2 separate regions of the Xenopus laevis genome follow, and region 2 is linked to region 1. Evidence: chromatin contacts called from public Hi-C data. All regions are on one chromosome and are shown on one strand. Each heading gives the region's core, a stretch centred on a gene start, on an enhancer-like site or on the middle of the called end of the contact. The rest is flanking DNA. Distances are from core to core; before and after follow the strand shown. Region 1 has its middle 13 kb from the start of prkca.S. Region 2 overlaps prkca.S (protein kinase C alpha type).

What was found. A called contact is a pair of places that touch in the nucleus more often than the background predicts.
Region 2: a Hi-C map of the XTC cell line shows a contact between it and region 1, with 5 times the contacts expected there. The contact joins two enhancer-like sites. A contact is called at or near these places in 3 of 4 Hi-C or Micro-C datasets (the XL177 cell line, the XTC cell line and animal cap).

Annotation. Positions count from the first base shown.
Region 1 is chr9_10S:46,181,880-46,186,249 of Xenopus_laevis_v10.1, reverse strand. No RefSeq gene overlaps it. Among protein-coding and RNA genes, the nearest start is that of prkca.S, 13 kb to the left of the region's middle. Within about 2 kb of position 2,534, at least 1 of the 7 cell types and tissues checked has an H3K27ac peak or open chromatin away from gene starts, as enhancers often do.
Region 2 is chr9_10S:46,265,239-46,269,608 of Xenopus_laevis_v10.1, reverse strand. All of the region lies in intron 3 of prkca.S (protein kinase C alpha type), which reads right to left. Among protein-coding and RNA genes, the nearest start is that of LOC108702164, 52 kb to the left of the region's middle. Within about 2 kb of position 2,433, at least 1 of the 7 cell types and tissues checked has an H3K27ac peak or open chromatin away from gene starts, as enhancers often do.

The DNA of each region.
Region 1 (4,370 bases), core at 1,285-3,784:
GAAGGTTCATGTAGAAAATATATTTTATATATTTATAATTCAGTAAAAATCTGTGGATTTTGGAGTTTTAAACCTACACACCTACCTGTCCCAATGCACTGACTATTTGATATGTAAGTTTCTTTGGAAGTAAGGTAGGTTTTTGCATCAGTTTAATAAATAGCATAAATCTAGGGTTGCTGTGGGGCCCAATAAGTAGTCATTCCACTGCTGGAAAGTTCATGTAGGAGATGACCATATAATTCTGTAAGCAGGGGCGATCTGCGAGCTGCTGCGACCTGAGGCAGCAACCCTGATGCCGCCCCCCTCTCCCTTAAAAGTTTAGCGTCGGAGTGGGTCAAAAAGTGCGGAATCGCTAGTGTAAACCGGAAATTAAGCTCTTAAAGTTACAGGAGGCGGCTTTTTGCCGCCCCATTGTGACTGTCCGTTCACTGCCGCCTGAGGTAAGGTGCTCACCTTGCCTCATGGCAGGAGCGGCCCTGTCTGTAAGTAGATCCCAATATAAACAGCTGTTGTTATTTTACAATAAATGAATAATTTAATTAATTACTGAGCTAATGAGTCAGCCAGTCAGGGCTGGTCCTATCAAATGTGGGGCCCAATTGGGACCATGTTGGCGGGGCCCCTAGACAAAGTTTTGCTGGCTCCCGACACACCAAGTATTTAGGAAAATAAGAGCATACAGGCACAAAATAGAAAGGAAAGGGGCAGACAAGGTAAGAGAGTGAGAGGAGTTGGGGGCAGGCCAGGCAGCATCATGTGCTGGGGGAAATATTACCTGTGCTGCCCTCTGGTGCGGGGCCCCCAGAGGCGCGGGGCCCAATTGGGCCCAATTGGTCCAATAGGCCTAAGGCCGGCCCTGCAGCCAGTTAATGGAAGGGCGGTGGATTTTGTAAAAAGTTTTTTTTAATTCATTGCCCTGTCAAGGTTCACAGCATTTTGATGTGAATGTAACTTATGTAAGCTTTAGGCAAGTATAGGCAGCTTTTTTGTTCAAGAAATTTAAATATGTAAACTGTGCAAGTTGTAATGTAACTTTGTACATAACTTACACAGTTTGAGTAACTTTTGTAATGTGGCTGTGTCCCTTTTTGGATCAACATTTCAACGGGTCTGGGATAACAGTCCCCCCTGCGCCCCAATGCTGGCCCTGTATTCAGTAAGTCTTGATGACTTTCTGTAGTTTAGGCTCTGTGTCTTATAGTCAGACATGAAGCACCCCAGGTAACTGAATACAGTGGGACCCCAGACCCGCTGTTGGCGGCACCTATCGACCTCCCTCCCAGCCCCCCGTCATCAGAAAAAAAGGTAGGGGCGAGGGGGTCAGGAAGGTTGCAGCTGGGGGGGTTCTGAGGTATCTGTGTCTTCACCACTGTGGCAGGGGCCTGAAGTAGCAAACCCAGTGGGCCCTGGGCCCCCCAGTCCAACCCTGAGTATGTCTGCTCCTGGGAGGGGAAAGCAAAACAAATCACATACCATATACGTATAAAATGAGCTGTTATACACTAGCTGTATCTAGCCATATCTAGATTCTGTCTCTGATCTATATGATTTTAATTAATCAGGAGATAATAATAATTGCCCCCATAACCCAAACCTCCCAAAGGGATTTTATAAAAGTGATAAGAAAGCAGTATTGTAAGGGAGTTACTGAGCCCCAGGGCAAAATTTATGGGAATAAGACATCAGCTAGGGTTGGCACCTTTGCTGTAAAAAAATACCGGCCTTACTCTATATTTATCATTTTTCCCTATCAATAACATTTGGATCAACCATCGTTTTTACTGGCCAGGCCGCCAGGTGGCAACCCTAACATCAGCCTATGCTCTACTGGCCCCCTATAACTCCTTGGCCAGCAAGTCAAGGGATCTATTCACCATGTAGGTACTCCCAGGAAGAACATGTTATAGTTAGGAGGGGACTCTCACACTCCCAGTACCAGAGCTTGATGCCAATCATTGACATGCCAGGGGGGGGTTGGGTCAGGAGACAGGGGGGCCTTGACTGCATGATCTGCTTCCTCTATAGTTGTATAGTTGTCAGAATCCCCACTCCCATAGCTTCCCTGGGACACGAGTGGGGGATGCAACCATTAAGGGCAGGGCCCTACACAGTGGGCGCCCCTAGGCCCACTGCCATTCGTCTCCCCTGTCCCCTCCCTTTAATCACCAGAGCAATGGGGATCGGGGCACGGGAAATTTAATGATTGTATCTCCTGCGCATCCCCAGTGTTTTTGAACCAATGTGGGTGTGGTTGGGCAGAATTCCGCCCCCCCTAAAATCCTGCCGCCCTAGGCCCGGGCCTTGGTGTCCTTTCCACAAATCCGGGCCTGATTAAGGGCAGTGGCCTACAAGGAGATTTGTTGTCCATGCTTATTTATGCACGACTGAGGGCTGCACCTCTCTTGAAAATGCCTCTCCACTGGAAAGAAATGACACCACTGGGGGTAAATCCTACACATCCCAAAGCTGCCTGCAGTTTCCTCCCGAGGCAACTTCGGCAATGTTGGAAGAACGAAGCGATGCGTTGGTTTTAACGCTGACGATTTCCAATGAAGATTTGTTGCCCATGGTCATGCATTTTTATCAGGAGCGACAAATCTCCTTGTGGGCCATGGCGATGGGTTGCCACCTGGCCGGTATTTGACCAGCCTGGGCAGTAAAAATGATGGTTGATCCCAGTGTAATTTTACCTACGTTACCTTCCAGTCCGATGCGATGAGACTAATCGCAGGCCACACGTCAGATGCGCCAAATCTAATGTAAGTAATACAAATGTCGCACGTAGAAGCTAATTGCAACTGACACAACAATGCAATCAGGGCATACGTGCAACATTTGTATTACTTACATTAGATTCTACGCATCCGACGTGACGCCTGTGATTAGTCTCATTGTGTCGAAAACTAAAGGTAGCGCAGGTAAAATTACCCGTGTAGTTCTACCCTTATTAACATTGGGATCAACCATAATTTTTACCGGAAGTATCACAGGTAAAATTGCTGTGGAGTTCTACCTTTAGAGGGAAAAAAGATAAATATATAGGAAGGCCGGTATTTTTTTCCAGAAAAGGTGGCAACCCTAGCCACTGCCTTAAGGCTGGTGGAGGGGGTGCTGCTCCAGCCCTCTGAAGATTTTTTTTTTTTTTGCAGGGGTCATGGTGCACTAATGCCAATGTAATTAATAGAGAAAAAAAAATAGGAAGGCTGTTATTTTTTTTAACAGAAATGGTGGCAACCCTAAAGAGTGGTTAGAACCCACCTATTGAGTATATAAGGGCAGACGGTAAAGTTACAGTAAAGTGTATGTGGGTTTGGTGACTAGTACAGACTGCAGTCACTCTTCAGAACTGGGTTAGGGGATACAGGCTCAGACTGTGAGTCAGAATAGGCGCAGGCATTTAAAATACACAAAGGGCCAAATAGCCCACCACCAGCCCACTAAACAGTGACTTTCAATGACATCTTACTTACAGCAGCCCCTCTGGTATCTGCCAGACTCCACAGATTGGCAGTCCGGGCCCGAGATTTATCCCGTTTCTCTATATTAACCCTGCCTATTCTAACAGCTGACGCTATCCCTTTCTGGAGGAGAAGCGCTCCTTTTAGAGTTCATACGTAGATCTACAATCTGGGTTTATGGAGACTAGGGGAACAAAATGAATTTTAGCGTTATTAATATTTTGACAGCTCAACCCACAGTCCCTCGTTTGTACTGGAAAGTCCCTATTTTCTCTGCACTGAACAGGCAGAAAAAGAAACAATGTTTCTAACATAATTGGCTTTTGGCAGAGAGCCCAGAACAGCCACAGCAGCAGATAAGATACTTTTGTAACAATTTTGAGATAAGCAAATAAGTCATTGTAACAATATAAGATAACAGTTCCTTGGGAGAAGTAAAGCTTGCCATAGACGTGCAGATTTACCTGCAATATCGGACGAACGAATGAACTTCCCCATCTCCGACCTGCCACTAACCATTCCGATCAAATAAAGTAGAAAAGAACAGATCAGCCGATGTTCTGCCCCTGACAGCAATCGTACGAAAGTTATGTCCGAAAAAAGCTGGTGACAGTTTCCCTCTGAAAATCGTACGATCGGCAATACATGCAGAGATATTATCGGCAGCCGACAGAAATCTTTTAACCTGTCCGATCGACCAAATGACTGATCTCCGCTGGACGAAAAATGTCGGGTCTCTCCACACACGGTCCGAAAATCGTACGAATTGTGGATTCCTACGATCGGATCTTTGTGTCTATGGCCAGCTTTAGACTCACAGCGTAAAGGGCAATTCACCTTAATTAGTGAAAACTGCAAAAAAAAAAAACACAGAAATAAGTTCAAACTATCATAACCTGCCAAATTAAC
Region 2 (4,370 bases), core at 1,184-3,683, 83 kb before region 1:
CAGAACAGAACCTTTGGCCCAGGAATTTATTAGACAGACAGAGACAGTGAGGGAGAGATGGATAAATGCCTAAGGGAAGGGGAAGTTCAACAGCAGAGCAGCGATACAGTGTTGCTGGTGTGTATTTATGCACTTGATCCTGAAAGAAGCTGGCGGATAGGCTTGAAATGACAGTGATACATTGTATTTGTTGCTTCTATAGGAAACACTTGTATAAGATTTACTGGCAGATGGGGGCTAGGTCACTAGAGGGGGCTCTTGCTGCATCCAATTTATTTTAACTGTTTCCCTTGGCTCATTAACACTAAAGGCAATGTAGAAAACCAGTGAATCCTTTTAGCCCATGCCCGTTTGACAATAGGAAAGAGAGCAGCCCGCAGCATTAAATACAGATAATCAGATCTCTGTACCTGGGTAAATACTGGGGTGGGGAGGTTGGATTCAAATACCCAAAGGAGGTTCCTGATTATCCATGTAGAGAGCAGTCCAGGAGCAGGAAGTACACAGAAACAGAGTACTTGGCTAGGTATTGGGGGACAGGACACCACATTCATTTACCCAAGGGGATGATCCTGACTGACCATGGGAAAGAGAGCAGCCCAGAAGCAGGAATTACAAGAATCAGAGCTTTGTGCCTAAGTAAATACTTGGGGGGGAGAAATTGGATTCACTTGCACAGGGAGAGGCAGAAGCGTAACTAGAGGGGGGCGGGCCCTGGCGCAGGACGCGCAGCCGGGCCCCAGCCCCCCTCCGTACACCCGGAAACTGTCTGGGAATGTGCGCAGCGGCGCGCGGACTGCCGGGGGGCCCTGAGGGGGGGGCCTGGCCCACTCACACCCCCTGCTCCCCCGGTAGTTCCGCCACTGGTTCCAGGCTGGCCATGGGAAAGAGAGCAGCCAAGGAGCAGGAGGATGTTACAAGTGGAGCAGTTTCTAACCTATACAGGATGCCAAAATAAGTAAAGTAAAATAAGCTAGGCAAAACCAGAGAAAGAAGCATGTATAACTGCAGTCTGCTAGGAGCCTCTAGTGACACATGGAAAGGAATTAGGCAGCCCCTGATATATAAGACCACCCTTCTTAGAAGATCAACAGACGGAGACAGAACAATACACCTGACGTAGTAGAGTATATGTTTACTAATTTGATTAAGACTAGCACTAAACACTGCTCAGTATGTACTGTATTTACTGTAATGTTGTATGAATAAAATGTCTGCAGCACATGGCCGAGGCCCTGTATTATCAGCTAGATGAAGTGGCTTGGATCTGGATCTGCCCCTAACACAGATAATGGAAATGGTTTGATTGTTGTACATCCCTGCAGCATGCACTTCAACTCCCCACAAAAGCTCATCAGTCCCAGCTCCTGCCCCCCTCCCACTGTGCAGCCACAAACCTCCTTATAAAGTAAAACTGAATCTTAGTTGGATTCGCACCTTCAGAGCTCAGGGGAACTGGATCTTCTCTCTGGGATCATGCAGTGCGGAGGGGGGGGTTTGAGACTATAATATTTACACTGGTTCTTATCTGAATCCTCTGGCAGTTTGGTCTGAAAAACCCCACAAAATGTTAATGTATGTATGTATAGCAGCAGAAATGTAACCAGTTATTATTTATTATAAATAAATATATGTCTAAGTGTTTGTCTAGGTGTTTTGATACACCGTTTGGCCGAGGTCCCTGCCCCAAAGAACTTACAATCTCTTAGGAAGAGACAGGCAGACAGACAAAAAGGGGTGGGGAAGAAGTGCAGTGATCCCCAACCAGTGGTTAATGAGCCAACCTCTTGAATGTTGCTCCCAGTGGCCTCAAAGCAGTTGATTATTTTTGAATTCCAGGCTTGGAGGCAAGTTTTAATTGCATAAAAACCAGATGTACTGCTAAACAGAGGCTCCTGTAGGCTGTCAGTCAACATAGGGCTACCGAGTCACAGCGAATCACAGCCCTTATTTGGTACACCTCAGGAACATTTTCATGCTTGTGTTGCTCTCCAACTGTGTTTAAATTTGAATGTGGCCCATGGAGAAAAAGTTTGAGAAATGTAAGGAACCCGTTACATATATATTTACACCCTACTTTGGTTGAAGGGTGTAATGTAAGCATGCAGGGAGTTGTTAAGGATCTTTATACTATAGAAAAAGTGGCTCATAACTACAGTGTAACTGAACTAGGCCTTATAGTTAGGGATGCCACCTTTTCTGGAAAAAAATACCAGCTTTCCTATATGTTTATCTTTTTACCCTATTAATAACATTGGGATCAGCCATCATTTTCATAGGCCAGGCCGGTATAGTACCGGCCAGGTGGCAACCCTACTTAAAGGGCGAGATGGAGATGGGAGGTGCAACTAGAGTGCGCCGAGCCCCCCTGCAAAAAAATCTTCAGAGGGCCCCAGCACACTCCGATCCCCATACTGGCGCCCACTCCCCATCCAGACTCCACCCCCAGACCCCGCAGTCCGGGCCCCCCTTTTTCCTGGCCCCCCTGTGACTGCGGTGTCTGCTTCCACTACAGTTAGGCCACTGGAGGGCAAGATAGAGACAGGAGGGAAAGATTGAAAGAGGATGGAAAGATGGAGCCAGCAGTGAGAGAAGGTGACCCAACCCAAACCCAACCTGAGCCTGGCAGCACACAGATTATACTGAATCACTGAAAAGCTGTTATCTATACCCAATCAAATGACTTCTCCACTTATCACCGATAGTCTGTAAGGTCAAGGGACAGAGATAATTAAATGTAATTAGATGTACTTAATGCTATAGCAAACTGGCAGCTCCTGCATGAAGATCAAATAGGCTCTTTGTACTGTGCCTCACGGGTGCCAACACAGAATATGGAGATAACAGAGCAAAAGCGGGTTATTTTTCCTGTCCTGTACAGAGCCACACTATTCAGGCACAGAGCATACAATCTAACGTTCACTTCTCATTAACCTACAAAAGGTACCTGCATCTGTATTGGTTCATGCCTTACAGGAGGAGCGATGCAGGAAACCCATATTGTACCTGAGTTATGACATGAGCCATACAGGGAATAGCAGGGTCTGGGAGTTACAAAAGGAGCCATAGAGGGAATAGCAGGGTCTGGAAGATAAAGAAGGAGCCATACAGGGAATAGCTGGGCCTGGGAGTTACAAAAGGAGCCATATACCACAGAGCAGATTACATAGTTGTTATGTTGATCAAACTTCCCTTTCCTTCACTCCTGCCAACACAGGCTGCATCTATTCACTTTGCGTTTGGGTGGGAGGGGAGACAGGGGCGTAGGGATAAAACATATGTTGTAGCTGATGTGAAGAAAGGAACCATGTGTGGTGCCAATTAATGCCAGAGAAACCCCACCCCATCTACCCCATAGGGACAAGGGACCAAACATTGTTCATATACAGAACTTCCAGTGTATCTTTTCTTTTCCTTTTTCTTTTTCCTAATGAGCTTTCTGCAACTGTTTGCACATCTAATCCCTGAATAGAGAGCTGTCCCTGTTGGCAACCAGTTGCATTTGGCATTCCTACGACTCTTTAGCAATGAAAATGCAGAGATTGCAGTCCTACATACTGCAAAGGTGTGAATGTCAGAGAGAAGCCTTGGGAGCAGAGCAACGAATCACTGCACTCTGGATAAGTAACTGGTTCCTGTGGCCCTAAAGAGCCCTTCTGCATTCTGTGTGGCTCATGAGGCAGCCAAGTGGCAGATCATCCTTCAGGATTCTGAGGCAGTACAGAGTCATTTGGCAGAAGATAACATCTTACTGATGGCTAAGGACAGATGAAGTGACTCTTAACTTAGTATGAGAAGTGCTTTAATAAGCTGGCAGGGCCCCGGCTTCAGATGCAAAGATCCGATCGTACGAATCAACGTACGATCAGACTTTCCCATCTCCCGACCTGCCACTAACCATTCAGATCAGCCGATGTTCTGCCCCTGACAGCAATCGTACGATAGTTATGTCCGATAAAGCTAGTGACAGTCTGACAACTAAAAATCGTATGATCGGCAATACACACAGAGATATTATCGGCAGCTGACAGAAATTTTCTATCCTGTCCGATCGAACAAACGGCCGATCTCCGCCGAACGAAAAATGTCGGGACTCTCCACACATGGTCCGAAAATCGTACGAATCCTCGATTCGTAAGATCAGATCTTTGCGTCTATGGCCAGCTTAAGACACAGGAGAGACTGGTGTCTTATGTGCTTCAGCTGGGCGGCAATATTGTGCTCTGCATTGAGCACTGAATCTAGGAAGATGCAAAACTCACAATACCTGCCAGCGAATATATTAGGTGCCCCAATTTGCTTATGTATTCACTAGGAGAGAATTCTGGGAGTTGTAGCAGAGGGACAGAATGAGACCCACAACTCTTTCC